Linked DNA regions of Zea mays: region 1 is linked to region 2. The links are chromatin contacts, called in public Hi-C maps. All regions are on one chromosome and are shown on one strand. Each heading gives the region's core, a stretch centred on a gene start, on an enhancer-like site or on the middle of the called end of the contact. The rest is flanking DNA. Distances are from core to core; before and after follow the strand shown.

What was found. Hi-C and Micro-C count contacts between places; a contact is called where the count stands out from the background.
Region 1: a Hi-C map of leaf shows a contact between it and region 2, with 2.7 times the contacts expected there. The contact joins the promoter of LOC100502409 here to the promoter of LOC100384108 in region 2. A contact is called at or near these places in 2 of 25 Hi-C or Micro-C datasets (endosperm and leaf).

What each region holds. Positions count from the first base shown.
Region 1 is chr9:161,689,327-161,693,579 of Zm-B73-REFERENCE-NAM-5.0, forward strand. It overlaps LOC100502409, which reads right to left and starts at 1,765. Exons shown (of 50, transcript XM_020543813.3): 1 at 1,515-1,765. The coding sequence starts at 1,613.
Region 2 is chr9:161,398,969-161,403,049 of Zm-B73-REFERENCE-NAM-5.0, forward strand. LOC100384108 reads left to right here and starts at 1,612. Exons shown (of 12, transcript NM_001362244.1): 1 at 1,612-2,128; 2 at 2,913-2,972; 3 at 3,239-3,344; 4 at 3,544-3,615. The coding sequence starts at 2,019.

The DNA of each region.
Region 1 (4,253 bases), core at 515-3,014, 290 kb after region 2:
CAGGTCCGACCATGGCCTCGGGAGGAACCTCCGCCTCGCCCGAGCATGGCCTCGGCCTAGATAACATCGACGAAAGGACGCCTGACGCCACCAACTCCTCCGCAGAGACATCTGACAACGGGATGACTACAGAAACTACAGGGTTGGTGACAAGTATGCTTTACACCATACGGGACGACTTACCATGTGCTTTTCACCATACTTATCACTATTCCAACAACTACCACTCGGACAACACATCCACAAAATAGGCTCGGGTATGCATCCGAGCACTGATCCTGGCCTCGTCTCTCTGCTCGGTCAAAATGTGAGATACAAGGGTCGGACGTCCTCCCCCTGATCCAAGACAACCGCGAGGACAAAGGTCATTCCGGTGGCCATGCTGCTACAGGGGCTCGAACTCGCCTCCTCTCCCATTTACGACAAACATTGGCGCTCCTGGGATCCCTCCTTAAGGCTATATAAAAGGAGTCCAGGGCTTCCAAGGGAGAGGAGAGAACACTTCACAAGTTTTCGCCTCCACAACCGATATTTGGCAATTGCCTCAATAATCTTTAGGGACTTGGGATCTACTCCCACTCTCGACTAACTTGTACCCCCTACTACAAGCATTTAGGCGCAAGATAATATAAGTCTCATCCCCCTCTGCTGGAAGTAGGGCATTCTATTGCCCGAACCAGGATAAAATTTATGTCTTCTTGCATCAACCATCTGGACCAGGGCACGCAGCACTAATTCACTAGTTGGTTATGACCATTGGGTCAAAACACCGACACCACGCCACCCTAATCTAGAAATTTGGGGCTAACCATCAGACCACATATACCTTAGTGTTTAGAAATAAACAATAATTATATTTGAATAAATATTTCAAACCTAATTATATACCTAATTATATGATATATAAAAACGGGAAAATATCCTATGCAATCACTTATCCTGGTGCAAGCATGCAATCAAGCGATCTGGTGCATCCGATCTAGATCTAATGGTAACTGTTATTTTACATTTAACCCCTCCCACCTGAAACCTAGTTTCTATTTTACATTTAACCACTTCCATATGAAACCGTTGGATCTAGACTGGATGCTCTGGATAGTTTGATTGCACGCTTGCACCAAAATGAGTGATTGCACAGGATATGTCCTCTATAAAAACCGTAGCAAAGCACGGACAACTGGCTAGTAGATTAAATACGTTAGCACAGCTAGTGAAGCCAATGAGTTTTAAAGATTCATACAGAATTTAAGCACGGTCATACGTCCCAAAAAAACTTGTTTGCAGTAATCAAGTGGATGCGAAGTTAACAACCTAGGTCGCTAGGCGCTGAACTTGTGGCCTGCAACTCTAACAAGTTTAAACTCAGAATTGACAATCTTACCGTTAGGCTAACCTAGGGTAGAACTGATCGCCCTCCACAAGGATACAAGCTACACAGACTGAGAACCGACGAATCAAAGGGAGGGGGAACGCAACGATGGCAGGAAGCGGAAAGGGTCAAGCAGTACAGATACCTGGCAGAGCTCGAGCCGAATGGAGTCGAAGTTGGAGCCGGTGGCGCATTCGAGAAGGAAGCGCAGCTCCACAGGGATATCGGCGCTGACAGGGATCATCTCGCCGGCGGCGAGAGGCGGAGGCGGGGAGCGCTAGGGCAAGGGGGGTTCGGTGGTCGAGCGAGTTCCTTTGACAGCGTCGCAAAGCAGATCCTGCCGAATAGATTGGAAAGGTTAGTTTCGATCCTCGCCCTTTGACATTGCAATGGTATGTTTTATATATATATATATGCCATTACAATATCAAATTTTTAGGTTTATTTGTTTTGCATTATAATATGCTTAGAGTATGATCTATTTAGTAGACCTTCACTTCAAAAAATTAAGTCTATTCTAGCTTCTTCTGTACAACACGATCAGCTCCACGAGATCTAACTTTAAAAAATTTTAAACTAAAAGCCAGTTTCATAAATTTTTTGAAGCTACTCAAATGGTGCTTCAAAAATAATATTTTCATACATTATCGTGAAGTTGTATAAAAATTATCTACCGTGCTATTGGTTACATGATCTACCGATTTATGTCTCTTTCTTCACTCACTAACCATCAAAGATAATTAAGAAAACTCAAACAAATTAATTGTATTATAGAAGCTAGAATTTATGTGCAAGCCAAACACTCTTGAACTTTGTCTTACTAATCTGTTGAAATTGTTTTATGGTGAAGCTAGAAACCTGAAACTATAATTCTTGAAGTGAAATCCTCTCAAACAGAACCTATATAATCTAGTGCAAATAATCTAGTGGGTAAACAAACACCTAGATTATAGGTCCAGATTGTATAATCTAAAGCCCAGATTATGATAACGTCATAATTTTCTCGAGAGTACTTTATTTGAGATTATTTTTAGCAAAAGATCCACTACTCATGGTTATATACATTAAAATTACGAAATTTGTCATCATCTCCTATATTCTATAATATGCCCGCATATCTCCCTTCACCCTCCACCCCACGCCACCTCTCACACCACCCGTCGCCTCACACCCCACCACCTGCCCACCCACCCCCCTCACACACACGCTCGCATGCGCGACCACGCCTGGCACACGCGCCCGCCTGCACTGCGCCACTACACCTCGCTCACGCCCCTATCTGGCACACGTGCCCCTCGCTCGGCTGCTGAGCGCCCACGCCTGCGCGCACACGCTTTAACTATTCTATAAGGATTGATATGAAAATGTATCATATACATCAATTGTTCATAATATAAAATTATAAAGGATCAACATCAAACAATGGTAAGTATGTCATATAAGTAAGGTCATTTGGATCTGTGGAGATGAGATATTCCATGAAGATCAAAAGTTAAAATATCATCTATTAGATAATTAGACATCAAAGGATTCAATGTACACTCAAGAGGTATGGCTTAAGGAAAGCTTGATCAAGCGAAGAAGCAAGTTCTTGCATTTAGTCAAGGGACAAATCAAGCCAGATAAAAGTCATATAAGGATGACTGATCTTTGTTGAAGATAGAGATTGAAGTAAATGAAAGGAAGTGTCAAGCCAAAACGAATATGATATAAGGAATTATGAATTGGTTTGATCATATTGATGTTGATACATATATGTTTCTATGAGAAACACTCTGAGGCTTGATTAATCTTTACACTCATATCTAGATAATATTAAAACAAGGTTCACAATATTGAAGAAATGCTTTTTAAATGGATGCTCAGTATAATGTGACTTGGAAACAACCTGATAGGGTGAATACAGGTAAGGAAAGGGCTTTGATGTATTAAGTGAAGGTGAAGGTCAAGCAGATGGCTTGTGGACCGAGGTACCATAGCTAAGGTGAAGAAGTGAGTACTTGCAAGATGTCGATAGACTAATCAGATTGTGAAGATTAATACAACGATGAAGATCACAACATTAGAGGATGTGATTAGAAGTCATCGGTTTAATTCATATGTGATTAGATGATTCAAATCATATGACATGGGGGTTGCTAGCTCAAGACAACTGAAGAAGCAAGGTCACAAGTCCAAGGAAGAGGTATCAAAGAAAGAACCTGGAAATGAATTATAGTTGTGTAAGACTTTGATAGAAATGACAAAAAGTGACAAATCTAGAAATAATCAGAATTTGGGTCATTCCAGTTATTGGACATGTTCTTGGTGACCATTGCAGCATATTGGAACTCAATAAGGTAAGAGGATTCCTTAGATTTGAAGTTTGGAGTTCCTAGTGTCTATTGGAGAGTAAGTTTGATTTTTATTTAAGTTCTTGAGTTTAGGAATCGTCGTACTATCAAGAGGGATCCGGGGGTTGTTGTATGTCTCTGGAGAAGACGTCCGGGGGAACCGTTGTCAGCCCTGAGGCTATTTTAGCCAGCTCATCCGCAGTCTCGTTGTACCATCGAGCGATGTGGTTGAGCTCGAGCCCGTAGAACTTGTCTTCCAGGCATCGGACTTCGTCGCAGTAGGCCTCCATCTTTGGGTCGCGGCAGTGGGAGTTCTTCATGACTTGGTCAATTACAAGCTGTGAGTCGCCACGAGCGTCGTGGCGCCGAACCCCTAGCTCGATGGCGTTGCGCAACCTATTAACCAGAGCCTCGTACTCGGCCACGTTGTTTGACGCTGGGAAATGGAGACGCAACACATAGCGGAGATGTTTCCCGAGGGGTGAGATGAAGAGCAGGCCAACACCTTCTCCTATTTTCATCAGCGACCCATCGAAGTACATGGTCCAGAG
Region 2 (4,081 bases), core at 362-2,861:
GCTTAATAAACTGCTGGGCTCTAGACAACCCTAATTTGTTAGGTCTTGGCTAACCTCACACTGGGTGTATCATAACCTAGCAAGGTTGCTCGTTTATCGGCAACAATCTAGCTGTTAGGGAAACACGAGATCAGCCGGTGGCAATGTCGAACCAGATTTCGACTTTGAGCTCGAGATGGACAACACGTGGATGCGCACCATGTGTTCTTCGATGTAATGCTATCAAGAGGAAAGAGACTTGCGCTCTAATACGTTTCCTTTATTTTCCTATTCATCCCTAGTACATAATGGATGTCTTATCCTGACCAACACATTTTCTTTATCCGGTTTAAACCAAACAATAATAGATGTTTTTTACCGTGTTCCTTCAAAATAGAAAAATTATACCAATACAATTTCTGCCAACACTTTTACTTTGCTCACTCTACTCTATTTCTTTGATAAGTTTAAACTTGGCTCTGCTCATGATCTCATCTGGTTATTTTGTCTCACAAAACTTTTTCTCAACAAGAAACAATTGATGACAATGATGATCTTCTACAGAAAATTAGAAGGATCTACCCTCAAACTAAAAGCAAAAAATGCTGCATGATATAACCCAAAAAGTCAAATTAAAGTAGTAGACTTTAGAAGTCCTTTTGACTAGTACAATATTTCTATAACTTTTGTTTACTTGAACACCAATAATGGTGCATCTTTTGATGTATATAAGTATGTAGCTATATGGTGTCAATCTTATGTTATAAACCAACAAAACATAAGTAGTAATCTCCAGCAAATATTTCCGTTAGTATTTTGCAATTGAGTTACTAAGGTAGGATGTATTGATGTCTCTATCCCTTTAAGGACACTCTTATGTCCAACATTCATCTTTTTTCTACACATAAATATTGTGCAGCAGCGTGACAACGCCGCACGTCGTTTTCTAGTTCACGTTAATTTGAGGTATTTTTCTTATAGAAGCAATTTTAAAAAAGCATGCTGAAAAGTGAAATTTTTAGTTATTACAGAAGTTAAAATAATTGGAGCAATAATACCTTGTGTGTTGTCCCTCTCCGGCACACTCTCATGTCTCGTGATCTCGTTCGCACGTCCATCACATCCATAAACTAATTATGACAACTAAAATCTATATGTAAACCAAAAGGGACAATAATACCTTATAGGTCTGTTTGGTTGGTTTTTCTCGCCAACCTGGTTGTGTGAGCTAGGATCACTGGAGCCTGGCTCTGGAGATGCGACCAATCTGCTCGTATCTGGTGAGCCTGGCTCAGGGTGCTTTAAGGATCGTGTGAGCCTGGATCCAAATCTACATGCAGACAACCAAACACAGAGCTCGCACGCGCATAGCCTGCCTCACAGCAACCAAACAACAGCTACCCACATCCTGTAATACAAGCGCGCGCAGATGCAGACAACCAAACATACCCATTGTGTTGCTTCTCCTCCTCGGGCACACTCTCGTGCGCGCCCACCACGCCCACAAATTCAGCTACTCTTGTCCTGACGATCACGGCCACGGAGGGAGGGAGAGTCAACGGTCAGTGCGGGGGCTATGGTTTGCTTTCTTCCCCCGAGCGCAAGCGCAACCCCCGCACCAAACAGACAACAGCAGTACAGCAGAGCAAAGCAAAGAGGAACACCATTTCCCTTGCCTGCTTGCCAACCCACCACCACCACCACCACCACCCACGAAGGCAGCAGCAACCCAGCACCACCGATCCATCCATCCACTCGTCATTCCTCCGCCCCGCCGCTCGCCTTCACCCATCTCCGACCCCGCTCCGCCACCAAACCCTAGGCTACCAGCTCTTCCCACCCCGTGTGCTCCGCTCCCCTGAGGGCGGCTCGCGCGCCATTTCTCCGCTCGATTTCCTAAAACCGTACTCTCGGATTCGGGATCGGGCCGCGACGGGGCCTCCTCTTGCTCTCGCTCTTCCGTCCGGTCGGCCGCTGAGGACAATAAAGGAGGTTGCGCTCATGCCGGGGGCGCCGCTCAGGTGACTTGCTGGGGGGCCATGCATAGGTACTCCAGCAACAGCGCTGGGTTCAGCGGTGGCAGGGACGGCGCGAGGTTGGAAGCCTCGCCCTTCTCGTCCTCCTCCTCTGGGTACCCTGTCAGCTCCAGGTGACACTCCAACCCCCGCTCCCTTGTTTCCCTGTCCAATTTGATCTGCATGGTCAGGCGTTTTAAACGACGGCTGCCATTGGTAACTTATTTGATTAGTGTAGTTGCTGAGTAGGCACTGTGGCACGACGCAGTAACCCCTTCGGAGTTCGGATTAGGCAGTCACCTCTTTCGCAACTGTAATGCCAGGTGTCCTTGTTCGTGCGTGCAGACATCTTCAAGGCTATTTTGTCAGCAGGATTTGTGTTTCATCCTCGAAATAGAAACTGCTATCCATCTCTGCCCTCAATAAAGTAGCCTGTCACAGACCGTTTTATTTTTAACAAGTGGAAAGTCCATTCTATGAATGAACATATATAGCTTGGAATGCGCGCATTGTTCTCTACTTGCTTCGTCCTCTGAATAACTTCCGTGTTGAACATTTCCGCTTATTTCATATCATAATCACATGATGCAACCACCTATGCGAATGCATTCCCTGTGGATACATTATTTCAAAAGTCTGAATGGCATGCTCATCACTGTTAGTCTGTTATTTCTGTTCACATGTTTTGTAAACTTCCCATGTCTACCATATAATAACTAGAAGATATGTATCACTTGAAGTTAGATATAATTGTGCCACATTCACTCGCTTGTTTGGAATGAGGTGCTGTGGTGCAGTAGGAAGTAGTATCGACCTCACTTCCAGTACTCTATTTCTTGTTTATATTTTGCTTGTGCATTTTTCTTCCCACAGTGGTGATTCTGATATCTTTTTCTCCCTAACACCCCTGTCTTTCAGGCGGCAGCAGCAGCTAGTTCCATACAAGCTAAAGTGTGACAAAGATCCACTTAATAACAAGTATGTCTAACTTATCGACCAAAGCCACTTCACATCAATGAGAGAGCTAACGACTCTTCTCCTATTTGCATGTTTTTTTTTTAATCTCAGACTGGTTATGATTCTCTTCCTTTTTTTGGCCACCCCTATCAGCTTTGACATGATATCTGCTTATAAAACGACGATTTCATATATTGTTCTTCTATTTATAACTAAGAACTGTTGATTTGTCCCACGATATGGTTTCGTTGGATCCTTGTTGCTCCTTTTACATGTCTCTTCTGTAGGCTTGGGCCACCTGACTTCTATCCACAAACACCAAACTGTCCCGAAGAGACATTAACCAAAGAGTATGCACAAGCTGGGTACAAGGAGACTGTTGAAGGAATTGAGGTGTGTATGGAAACAGAAGCTGTACACAGCACATTATGGACATTATGCTACCCCCCCAGCCATACTTTTAGGAGTTTAGACAATTATAATCTCTTATTTGGTATTGCATTAATCTATCCTTTGCTTTCACTTGCACAGTTTGGACATATTACAACAGTATAGTGCATTGACTGAAATTAAATTTTCCTGAGCTTGATAGGAAGCAAGAGAGATTGTACTCAGCCAGATCCCGTACTTCTGTAAGCCAGATGCTGTCATAAAGTGCAAGGAGGTAAGGAAAATCCGTCTATATCTAGTGAATTACTTGTAAGGCAATCCTGTTTTTCCATTATGATTGTGACGCAGAAGTTTGTTTTCTTATTCACAAGAAATGCTACTTTCTGTAAAAAGAGAAGGCAGAATGGATATTCAGGCTAAGGAAATGCTATAATTATTTTTCATGTAGAATTGTTTTTTTCATGGCTTCAAGACATTTGACATTCCCATCCATGCCCTGTTTTTGTATTTTAATCCCATGCCAACTTGCGATTGGTCATGCTATTTGATACTCTTCACAGATAATTGAAACAAATATTTTCTTGCTTTGTACATGAAGTGTGCTGGGCCAATAACATTGCATTATATGTTCTACTAATTTTTGTTTACCGGCCCTAGAACAGACTGCTTTTGTGGCATCTTGTTTCTAACATACTGTACTAAGACACTCCTGTGGTACCCTGAAAGAATTTCTGATGAAA